Regions from separate parts of the Mus musculus genome. Here region 1 is linked to region 2. The links are chromatin contacts, called in public HiChIP or PLAC-seq maps. All regions are on one chromosome and are shown on one strand. Each heading gives the region's core, a stretch centred on a gene start, on an enhancer-like site or on the middle of the called end of the contact. The rest is flanking DNA. Distances are from core to core; before and after follow the strand shown. Region 1 holds the start of Lrp8os2 (low density lipoprotein receptor-related protein 8, apolipoprotein e receptor, opposite strand 2). Region 2 overlaps 1700047F07Rik (a long non-coding RNA gene).

The links. HiChIP or PLAC-seq counts read pairs in DNA pulled down with a chosen protein or histone mark.
Region 1: an H3K4me3 HiChIP or PLAC-seq map of forebrain shows a contact between it and region 2, with 4 times the contacts expected there. The contact joins the promoter of Lrp8os2 here to the enhancer-like site in region 2. A contact is called at or near these places in 25 of 39 promoter capture datasets (the 3T3-L1 cell line, 3T3-L1-derived adipocytes, the C10 cell line and 16 more), 1 of 15 datasets of contacts at CTCF or cohesin (the NIH/3T3 cell line), 47 of 484 Hi-C or Micro-C datasets (the 3T3-L1 cell line, 3T3-L1-derived adipocytes, the 4T1 cell line and 32 more), 26 of 115 datasets of contacts at active chromatin or transcription factors (the HPC-7 cell line, PVALB interneurons, SST interneurons and 22 more) and 5 of 9 other capture datasets (adipose tissue, embryonic tail, embryonic trunk and 2 more).

The regions. Positions count from the first base shown.
Region 1 is chr4:107,819,886-107,825,642 of GRCm38.p6, forward strand. Lrp8os2 (low density lipoprotein receptor-related protein 8, apolipoprotein e receptor, opposite strand 2) reads right to left here and starts at 3,137. Exons shown (of 2, transcript NR_151515.1): 1 at 3,049-3,137. The region is part of intron 2 of Lrp8 (low density lipoprotein receptor-related protein 8, apolipoprotein e receptor); the gene reads left to right.
Region 2 is chr4:107,738,025-107,743,429 of GRCm38.p6, forward strand. All of the region lies in intron 3 of 1700047F07Rik (a long non-coding RNA gene), which reads left to right. Among named protein-coding and RNA genes, the nearest start is that of Gm12907, 19 kb to the right of the region's middle. Within about 2 kb of position 1,852, at least 56 of the 459 cell types and tissues checked have an H3K27ac peak or open chromatin away from gene starts, as enhancers often do. A contact at or near this core is called in cerebral cortex, cortical neurons, differentiating embryonic stem cells and 13 more, where this site is marked.

The DNA of each region.
Region 1 (5,757 bases), core at 1,887-4,386, 83 kb after region 2:
ACAGAGGATTGGGGGCCTGGCGTCTGGCTCTCAGGGCTGTGTGACAGCACTGTTGGAAATGGATACTCAAGGTGTCTGACATCCTGGACTTCTCTCTCTCTCTCTCTCTTTGCCTCTCTCTCTGCCTTCAAGACCCCAATCTCCTCCCTAATCCTGTGTTAGAGACAGTCTTCATTTTGCCTATCAGTATCCCTGAGGCCCCTGGGGAGCCTCTCACCTCCCACATGAGCAGGAGAGAGGCGAGAGCTAGCAGGGGCTTGGGTACAGGATCTAGGGGTTTCCCCACTCAGGTTGAGATCTGTCACAACATTCATGTTAATTAAGCCTTGTTATTCAGCCCTGCACTTACGCAGAGTTCCTGACAGCAGATTACTCATAAGTGAGGCGGTAAATTTACTACGTGTTTCCCAAAGTCTCAGAAGCAAAGGCCGCGTTGGGAAAGGTTTGTAGGGTGAACGATGCTCTTCCCCACTCACCCGTACCCTCCTCCATCCTCATGGCCTGTGCAGTGGTGGTGGTGGTGTGTGTGCACACGTGCACGTGAGTGTGGAGGGTGAGGAGTCGGCTCCCTGGAAGATTCAGGTCACCTGACTGCTTCCAGCTGACTGCCTCACTGGAGTGCAGGAGCCCAGGGCACGGAGCTTGGCAGCCCCTCTGCTCAGTGCCTCAGCTCTGCCTCACCCCTGGCTCACAGCAGACTGCCATGCACAGACACATCCCCTTCAGAGTCCTCCCACGGAGGCACGCAGGCTCTATGCGCAGTAGGACTCAGCAAAGACAGCCTTGGATCTGCCTCTAAGCCTGCAGTCCACCTCGGTGTTGGTGAACACATTTCAAGTTGCTGTGCAATCTAAGGGACCTCTGCTGCGCCCCCCCCCCCCCCCCCCGCAGCAGAAACAGAGCCCCCTCCCCCCCATCAGGTGAAGATCCAGGAATGTTACAGTGTAATCTTTCCTCAGCTTGAGTTGTAGCAGCAGATGGCCCTTGCCTGCTTCTTGGCAAGGTAAGGGGTGGGGCCCCTGTTAGGTGCATCCCCTCACCCTAAGTCCTGCTGCCTCCCTTGGCCTATGGCTGGGCCATGCCTGAGACATTTGGAACAAATCCAGGTCTTGGGTGCCTAGGATTTTTTTTTAATTAATTAGAGCATTAAATGGTAGCCCAATGGGAGAATCCCACCATCTGGCTGTCACAGGAGAGGCAGGCAAATCTCTGCATATTTGTCTGTAGTGTGTGAGCATCACAGGAAGCCACCTGTGCGTGTGTGGGTATGCAGCCCGTGTGCTGCAGTGTGTACACAGTGTGGCTTGGTGTGTGTGGGGCACACATGCGAGTATAAGCGGCTGAGTGTATCTCTGCGCATGCATGCTCATCTGCATGTGTGTGCACTGCCATGCCCGAGGACCTCCATGTCTATTTCAACATACTTCCCTGTGTGTGGTCTAGGTCCAGGCCTGGCTGGAGAGCAACATGAGACAGGCTGGGCTGTGTGCCCAGCGGCCTCTTGAGCCTTCCTGGCAGAGGTAGTGATCACAGACTGTCTGGGCAGAAGGCAAGATGGAGCTAGGTTTGGCAGGTATGCACTGGCATTGGGAAGGAGGCAGGAATCCTTGTGCTGTGTTTGACAGATGGGGAAACCCAGGCCGATCCAAGCACAGAGCCAGGATGGAGGGACAGGACTGGAGCCCAGTCTCTGGACTCCCTGTAGTGGTTTTATCTGTTCCCCCAGGCTATTGCCCTGTCCGGTAATTTATGCCTTAGGCATCTTTTATGCTGTTAGAGTTTCACGGTGGCTCAGAGAGGCTCTTGAAAGAGTACTCCTCTTTATTTCACAGGACTGACCAGGATCAAGCTCTGAATTCCCACTGTAGCCCCTTCCTTAGAGGAAGTACCCTGAGCTGCTGGAGAGCACTGGACCTAGTAGGTCTACTCATTCGTTGTGTGATGTAGGCCATCTTGTCCCTCTCTGAACTTCAGGAGAGCTGTAAGAACTAAGTAATGACTGGACAGGTTGCTCGTTAGAAGAGTGCTAACCTAGCATGCGCGAGGCCCAGGGTTCAATCCCTAGCACTGCATGATATCAGGCATGATAGCAAAAGTAGGAGGAGGGTCAGAAGTTCATGACCGTCCTTGGCTACACAGTGAGCTTAAGGCCAGCCTGAGCGACAGAGTGATCTACTACCCTGTCTCCAAAATAAATGGATAGATGATAGATAGATAGTGTCGTTCAGTTTTAGAGCATGCGTGAGGCCTTAGGTTCATTTCTCAGCACCAAGTCAAGCGAGGATCTATATGTAATAGGCTTTGTATACCTTAAGGAGCAGTGTGGTGGCCATCACTCCATGGTCAGGGCCAAGTCTCACATTCCTCATCTAAGAGTACATTATATATACCAGGCAAGTAGCCTGCATGAGGTCACATAGGGGCAGAGGCAGGATTTAAGCTCTGGGACCTCTAACCTGCTCCTGGCAGGAGGAAGACCACAGCAGGCAGTAGACGAGACTCTCCCAAACGTCCATGCCCAGAGGAACTGGCTACTTGGAGGGGAGTGAATTTGTTCTGTAGTGCAAGCAATGATTGCATGATAGGTGGCTTCACCTCCATGCAAGCCATAGAGGGGTGGTTTACTGGGGAGCAGGCTGGCTCAAGGCAGTTGGTATCTTTAGCTTGTATAAGGAGCGAGAGTTGTGAGATGTGGTCCAGAGGCCTGTGAGCAGGGAGGCTGCCCCCGCCGCTTCCCCTCCCCCCTCCCCCTCCCCCAGAAGTCTTCCCTAACTTCAGAGTTCACCAGTACCTGGCAGGTGCCTGGCACACAGTAAGCACCCCCCTTCTGCTCCTGATTCTCTTGGCTTCCAGCAGTACAGACCTGAGACTCTCCTACGAGTAGGATGAGTGAAACTGGTCCTTGTGTGAGTTAGGTCTGGTTCTTCCTCCCAGCCCCGTGCTCTCAGAAATAAGATCCAGACTCAAAGTATAAATTGGCCATATAGCTAGGCTCTTCTCTGACTAGATCATAACTGTAATAATCCATTCTGCCACATGGCTGCTTACCTGGGCTCAGGCACCAAGTGTCCCCCTCGTCACATCTTCCCCTGTGAATCTTCCCGTGCCTGGCTCTATCCCAGAATTCTTTCTGCCTCCCGGATGTCCCACCTTCTCTTCTACCCTTTCCTATAGGCCATAGGTTTTTAAATTGACAGGTGATGCATCCATGCAATACACCAGATGTTCTCTCTGCAGCCCCTCCCGTATGCTACACCTAGCACTGAAGGTGCCGTAGAGGGAAGGACAAGGGGAGGCCTAGCAGCCTCTGCACCCAGCCCTCCCTGAGTGAACCTGGGGATCCCTCTACCCTAAGCACTTGCCAAGCAGATCAGTGGCTGCACGTGGGCTTGCCTCTCCTCTCCCACCCCCGCTTTGGCATCGCTGTCTCCAAGGTAACGGGGAATTTTCCCTCCCTCTCATCATTAGGGTGCCAGGGCAAACAAACAGCCCTAATCCAGATGAGCCTTGGGCCACAATCACACTCTTCTGGGGTTTTCTTTTTATTTCTAGCGATTTTGAGAAGCTTGGAGTAATTGGTATTCCGCACAGGTTAACAGGGGCACTGCCTCCGCAGTATTATGCCTTAATTTTCTTTATCACATAGCAAGTTGGAATGAATCACCCCGCTCCTGCCTTTTTCCCACCGAAACCTATTACCAGCCTGTCTGCTGGTTAAAGTCATTTCGTGGCAGCGCTTGGCTTCTTGCCACTGCCCTGGGAATCTTTCTGACCAGAGCCAAAGAACAAGGAGGGTGAAGAATCCATTTGTACAAAGCGGGGGTCTCCCGTTGAGAACTTACTTCCCTCCCTGTTCAGAAGGGACAGCTTTCAGCCTCTTGCCTGCGCAGACTGGCCATATGTCAGCGGTGGGAACGGGATTCCTGGGCCTGCGGTGGGGGAGGGGTGGCCATGCCTACTGCTCCTGGCACCTGGGTTAGATCCCATGACGAGAGTTTCTGGGCTTCTGCAGCTTGCTTGTGAGAGTCTTTGATGGCCGAGTGTCCCACGTTCTGACCCAGAGGGCCTGAGCAGTCTAGCTTGGGGTTTTGAGACTCTAAAATGTTTATTTTGGAACATGGAGAGTTGAATCTGTGGTTCTGTGGCTCCTTTTTGATTCTGAGATAGATAGAAAGATAGATGGATGGATGGATAAATGGATGGATTATAGATACATACATACATACATACATACATACATACATGCATACTGTGCTTACACAGGGTCTATCATTGAATGTTAAATACATTTGGCTAGGCTGGCTGGCCAGTAAGCTCTTGGGTTCTATTGTCTTCCCTTACCCTCCTAGGGTTATACGTGGCTTGTTTTTTTAATATGTGTTCTAGGGGAGCAGAATCAGGCCGTTCTGCTTACGCAGCAGGCGCTTTATCAGCCGAGCCACCTCCCAGTGCTCTTGCCTGATCTCTTCAGCTGCTCTTAGTTCTGTCGTGTTGGGTCCTGTGAGGGAGGAATTGCTTTGCTAAGCTTACCTTAGAAATGTCACCTCAGGTTGGCCCCAGCTTCTCTGGCATCGTCTCTCCGTTCATAAAGTTGAGGACTGAGCCAGGTTGCCTCCAAGGCCCAAGTTCCAGGTTTGTCCTGCCTGCCTGTCGTGCCCTGCGTGGCCTGGTCTCTGTCTAGCACTTCATGGGACCTGAGCCACACATGTCTCCTGTCCATCTGAGCCCTCAGCCATTCCAGAAGGAAGGCTGCCCAGCCCTCCCTGGAGTCCCAGAAGGAAGGCATTGATGGTGCCTCAAAGTCGCTTCGCCCCAAAATGTTAGCCCTGTGTTCTAGGTCAGGAAACCGAGGGACTGAGAGATGAATTCATCCATCATGGTACAGCTTCCTCCTGGGACCTTGTCTGTGTCACCAAGGCTGCACAGCTGTGGCTGGAGTCTCACTAAACACAAGAGATTTGGGTGAGAGAGAGAGCAAGAAAGGGGGGGAGCACGAGAGAGCACGAGAGAGCACTCACGCTCTATCACCACCCCTTTCTCTGAGGTCCAACTAAAGGCTTCCTCTTTAGGCAGCCCTCCCTCCCTGGCTCGGTGTCCATGCCCTAAAGCTGGCCAGAGAGGGCAAGTGAGTGTCCTCTTCCACCTTTGCATCTTTGGGGTGAGGGGATGGGGCAGTTTTACTATCTCTGGCTGGCCTTGAAATCCACCCACCTCTGACTCCTAAGGGCTGTGATGAAGGATGCATGCCCCTATGCCCAGCCTACCCCCTTGCCTCTAATTAAGACCCTTGTCTTGTCCCATTCTTGATTACGGACTTTGCTCTGGGGAGGTCCTTGTTACCTCAGCTTAGTACAGACTGGGTAGGAACGTCTGCCTTGATGTGTTCCTTTGAGCTCAGCTGACTTTTCCCCCTCATCTCTGTGTCCCCTTTGGTCCCCACCTCTGAGCCAAGCTCCTCAGTTGTCCCTGCATTCAGGGCCCATCGCTCCATCCCTTGGGCATCTACCTGAACCCTGGACTCAGCTGACCTTGCCACCCTAACAGACACTTGCCCTCCCTTCTGGAAGTTGGACATGCTGGCCCACAGCTGGAGAACTCCCCATCTGTCCCCTTCACTTTCACCTGTAGGCACCTGGAGCAAGCCCTTAAATTGGGCTCATGGGCAAACTGTGCATTTTCTCTTTTGATGACTACAGGAGGAGGAGACTGAACTACAGGGGGTAAGGGACCTATCCAGTGTACCACCCCGCCCAGAAG
Region 2 (5,405 bases), core at 602-3,101:
CAGAGCAGGCCTGCAGCCAGCCAGCTCCTTGAGGCTCTGTCCACCCAACCCAGGCCTGCGCCCTGGAGGTGCCATTTGTCACTGTGGCCAGCAGGGGGCACTCCAGGACAGTCAACTTCTCAGGCCACGGCCACAGGCATCGCCCAGGAATTGTGTCCTCCATACAAACATTCAACCCAGGGTCCCCATTTTTCTTCTCTTCGTAAGGACTAGACAGCCAGATATCTTGAACACATCAGGTTTAGACAAGTGTTTACCCACCTGATGCCTTGAGCAGGCCTGATGCTTCAGAAGGAACTGTGAAAGTCCCTGACAGAAAAAAAAATTGCAAGATAACACTTAGCTAGGTAGGCAATCCACTTATCAAGGAGCGGGTCAGAGGCTCTTGGAGTTGCAATGAGGGAGGTGCTGATTCAAAGGGCTTCTCAGGGAACCCCTTTAATCATTCACCAGGATGGGGTCTGCATGGGAGAGAATTCGGAATGTCAGAGTCCTGCCCCCTCTCCTCCCCTTTAATATTCACAGGAAGAACTTGGCTCCCTAGACCCAGGAAAAGCCTGAATCCCAGGCCCAGTATGTGGGTTGGGTTCCATCCTAAAGTCAACTCTAAGGTGACTCAGAACTCTCCCACCCCCTGTGCACAGGGGAGAGTAAGGGGCCTGGGGTCCAGGGGCAGGTCTGATCTGGTTATTTCTGGCATTGAGCAGGAGAGCCCACTGTGCAGACACACAGGAGCCAAGTTCTGCACTGAGTAGATAGCGCACACAACACAGTGACTCCCACACCTGCTTAGGACTGGTACTAGTGATGACTGTGTGTGTTGTGTAAACTGTAATCCATGGTGCTCTCACTCGGCAGACCTTCGCAGCTTCCTGTTCACTGCTAGCTCGTTCCTGACTCAAGCAGGGTTGGCTGTTTCCTCTGGCATCCGTTTCTGGGACAGCTTGCCCACCTGAACAGAGGCATGGATGTCTTCCATCTCCTGCCTACCCAGGGCCTGTGGTCTAGGTGATGCCAAGCCACGGAGCTGAGCACATGCCCGGAGTAGACCCCCACACCTTGGGGAGGGGGGTGTCTTCAGAGGACGTCCAGGCCTGCCGAGCAACCTGGGTGACTAGGGGCAGTAGTGCAAGCCAGTCACAGTCCATGAAGCTGTTTGCATCTGTAGGGAAGGCTGCTCTCCCTGTTCTCCGTGATATGAGGAACTTAGAGCCCACTACTCTGACTGCCAACAAACAGCAAAGCACTGAGCCTGGGCTCCCTCAACATGGCTCCATCTCTGGATCCAGCCACAACAGAGGGGAGCCCTCAACCTTTAAGTCCTGTGAGCCAATATTCTCAGTCTTTTTCTTCAGCTTAAGAAGTAAGCTTGTCACGCACAGCTAAAAAGCTCTTGTCTCTTATGGAACCTTTCAGAAGGCCTGAGCTTGGGCAAGTATTAGGCAGATCTGAGAAGAATTTAGCATGTGTCCTCAGTGGGACCCCTGACTGACTGGATCTGGGGAGAGAGCGAGAGAAAGGAACACAGAGTGTGGTACGAAGCCACCAAGGTGTGGCATTCTCAGAGACAGAGAGCAAGGCGTGTGTGTGTGTGTGTGTGTGTGTGTGTGTGTAAGACACCAGTTTGTCTTTTACAAACGACAACTGGTACACTGCTGGGACATCAGGCCTGCTCCAGTGGGCTGCCGTGTAATTGGGGTTCAGAGAGCCCTTGGCCTGGGGTGGCAGGTGCTCAAGAGGAGTACCAAGCAATCTTAAAAAACAGAGACACAGTCCGGGAGAGGGGAGACACAGCCCGGGAGAGGGAGGAGGAGTCCAGAGTCCAGGCCCAGCTGTGTGGAGAGAGGGCGAAAGCCTGGGGTGAAGACAAAAGATTTGGATGGGTCCAGAGAATCCCAAAGGAGTCACTGTTAGTCACTTACTAGCCCAGCTGCCAGCAGCCTGTAATACTGGTAAAGGACTGTGGCTCTCTCAGTCCTAGGACACCCTCAGATGCCACCTGCTTGGGCTGGAAACGTGAGTGAAGGAGGCCTAGACAGGAGCTTGATCCAAATCTTAAAAACAAAGAAGCAAAAAAAAAAAAAAAAAAAAAAAAGCAAACCAGATTGGGCCATTAGGACACCAGCCTGGTGGGTTACCCAGAATGGGCTCCTTTGTCTGGCACCTCTGTGAGGCCTGTCTTCTCCAGTTTGGGGGCCAGCACCCTCCCCCACTCCTTTCTTTGCCTTATGCTGTCTCAAGTCACAGCCAGCAAGGCGCTGGCAGGGAAACAGGTGGCTCACTTTCATTCTCTTTTCTCAAGCCTTTTGCATAGGTGCCCCCTTGGCACCTGACCCCAGCCTGAGCCCGCTCTCTGTATCTCTTCAGCAGTGTCTCCATCCATGAGGCTTCCAGATACCCCCCCCCCCCGTTAACCTGCACACTGTTTGTCCCCTCTTGGATCTCTCTGACCTTCAGACACACAGCCATGGAGTGGCCCACTGGACAAGAGCCAGGATGCCAGGCACTAAAGCCCCCATTTGCAAAGTGGAAGCAGGTGTCTTCGCGTGTACCCTCTCTTTGTGTCCTCTGCCTCTGGATGGGTTGGGGGAGCACTGTGCTCTGGCTGGGTTGTGGGGAGGGGAGCACTGTGCTCTGGCTGGGTTGTGGGGGGGCACTGTGCTCTGGCTGGGTTGTGGGGGGCAGCAATGTGCTCTGGCTGGGTTGGGGGGGAGCAATGTGCCCTGGCTGGGTCGGGGGAGCACTGTGCTCTGACTGGGTGAGTGGGGGGAGCACTGTGCTCTGACTCCCCGTGGTTCTGCTGCTTTGTCTTCAAGCTCAGTGATCCCTTGAAGGCTCTGCGCTGCTTCATTTTAACTCTGCCATCGGCATGGTGTCTGCCATCCGGGCCTTCCACCGACTGCTTCCTGCTCACTCCTCACTGTCCTCCTTTGTCTCCCGCCCTGTCTGATACCGACATCTCCCTCAGTTATACCTCAGAACCAGTTCCCAGGGAGATAGCACGGAAGGGTACAGCCTTGGGGAAGCCGTGAAGACAGGAGAGCGCTGCCCCCTTGAACGGGGTAGCATCCCTCTAACAAAGGCTAAGGAAGCTCCTTCCGGGGGAGGACAGGACAAGAGCGTCCCTCCATGAGGCCTTCAAATTCTGCTGGTGTCTTGATCTTGGACTTGCTCGCGCTCAGAACTAGAGGCAATACATGTGTTTTGTTTCTAAATTACAGTCTCCAGTGTGTCTTTGTAGCCGCTTGAATAGATTCTGACAACCTATCAAGCTCTGCTGAGAACACTCCCCGGGTACAAGGGGAAAATATCTTCCTCCCAGACACTCCCCAAACAGACCTGTCCCTGACTGAATCAAAGAGCCTGTAGCTGCCCTTCCCCAGAGTGGCTTTAGCTACTCCCACCTTCCTCCCGAGCCCTGCCTGGCATCAGACACTGCCGTGTATGGGTGGCTTGAGTGTGCTCCTGACCCCAGCGGGTGGGTGGACACCTCAGGTGAGGAGAGGTAGAGGCTACCTTCAAACAACCAGAATTGATTGCACTCTCTGGAGGTCGACATAGTGGAACTCCTGAGTGGGTGGCAATATCTCCTTATGATTTTAATTTTCGTGTCCCTAATGAGCATCTTCCCAGGTGCTTGTCACTCATATACTTGCTTGGGTAAATGACTTGTTCAAATATTTTGCTCATTTAAAAGATTTTTTTTATTTATATGAATACACTGCAACTGTCTTCAGACACACTAGAAGAGGGTATCAGATCCCATTACAGATGGTTGTGGTTGCTGGGAATCGAACTCAGGACCTCTGGAAAAGCAGCCATGTGCTCTTTACCACTGAGTGGTCTCTCTCTCTCTCTCTCTCTCTCTCTCTCTCTCTCTCTCTCGACAGGGTTTCTCTGTGTAGCCTTGACTGACCTGGAACTCATACTGTAGACCAGGCTGGTCTCAAATGCAGAAATCTGCCTGGCTCTGCCTCCCAAGTGCTGTGCACCAACCACCATCAATTGCCTGGCTCTTTTGCTCGATTTTAAGTAGAGTTTATCATCTACTGAGCTGCAAGAGTTCTCTAAGTTACTTTTTGCTAAATGTCTCTTATTTTTATCCCAACCCTCATTGAGATAAACAATTCACAGACCTCAAATTTCACCCTTTTAAACTGCAGTGGCCTTTAGAATAGCTACAAAGTTATTATTAGTTATCACTGTATCTGCATGTTGATCATTTGGATAGATGAACTTAAAGATTTTCTTTACCAAGCTTTGAAATATTGTCATGGGTATGTGCACCTGAGTACCACAGCCCACTGTAGAGGTCAGAGAACAGAACTGTAAACGTACCTCTCTCCTTAGACTCTGATGATTGAACTCAGCTCGCCAGGCTGGGAGGCATGCACCTTCACCCACCGAACCATCTCACCAGCCCGCGCTCAGAATTTAACACAAGTGTTTTCCGGTCGCTTTAAGGGCAATGACTATTTCCTATTTTCAAGTCTGTGACCAAGTTTCATTGACCCACCCTTGTGTCTGGACAATCCCCAGCCCAGCCCAGTCAGAGAGGTGTCCTTGCCACCCCGGATGCTCTGCCTCCCTCTTCAGACTACGCCTGCCACTCTGACACACTTCCTCGCTGGAGATGCTCTGCTCTGTGAGCTTCAATGAGGTAGTGATTAAGGACTGTGGAGAAAGTGTTTCTCAATATAAACTTCTTTTTTTTTTTTTTTTTTTTTTCCTGAATGGAGCAGGTGCCTGGAAGTCTCAGGAATGAAAGAATGACATCACTCTACATTTTCCTAGAATTAAACTCATCCACTTTCTGAATGAGGCTCTGGGCCAAAATATTAACCATCTCTCCCCCTTTAGGAGCCCAGAGTCTAAGTCCCAGGACGTCCGTCCTTGGTTGCTGCGGATGCTGGTGAGCCCAGGGCAGGGCTAATGTTACTCAATCCCTGTTCTGGAAGCACTCCCTTCCCGCTGGTCCCTGTGGCAATTACAGGAGGAGGTGAAGGAGGCCTGCTACGAGGTGAATCTGAGCCGTGGAGTAATACTAATTGCTGTTTATTAAAACCCAGTGCTAAATGCTTAATCCTCACAAAAACTTCATGAGGAGCAGACTGAGAGATCATGGCTCAGAGAAACGAGTTCATTATGTTCAAGGTCTCACACAGCGAGCTGGTGACATCGCTGGGACTCTATCTGCAACCGCTTCTTGCAGGTGTCAACTCTTCTCTGATTTGTTGGTCTAACAGATGCTTATCCAGCCTTCTTTTTTCATAGGAAAACCAAGGGACCAAGGTGGCTGGGGCAGGCTGAACAAGCCAGTCCTGAACATGACTAACCCCTGAGTGGTCCAGGAACTTGTCAAGCCAGAGCCTTGCAAAGGCTAACGTTCCATTCTGAAGGTCTCT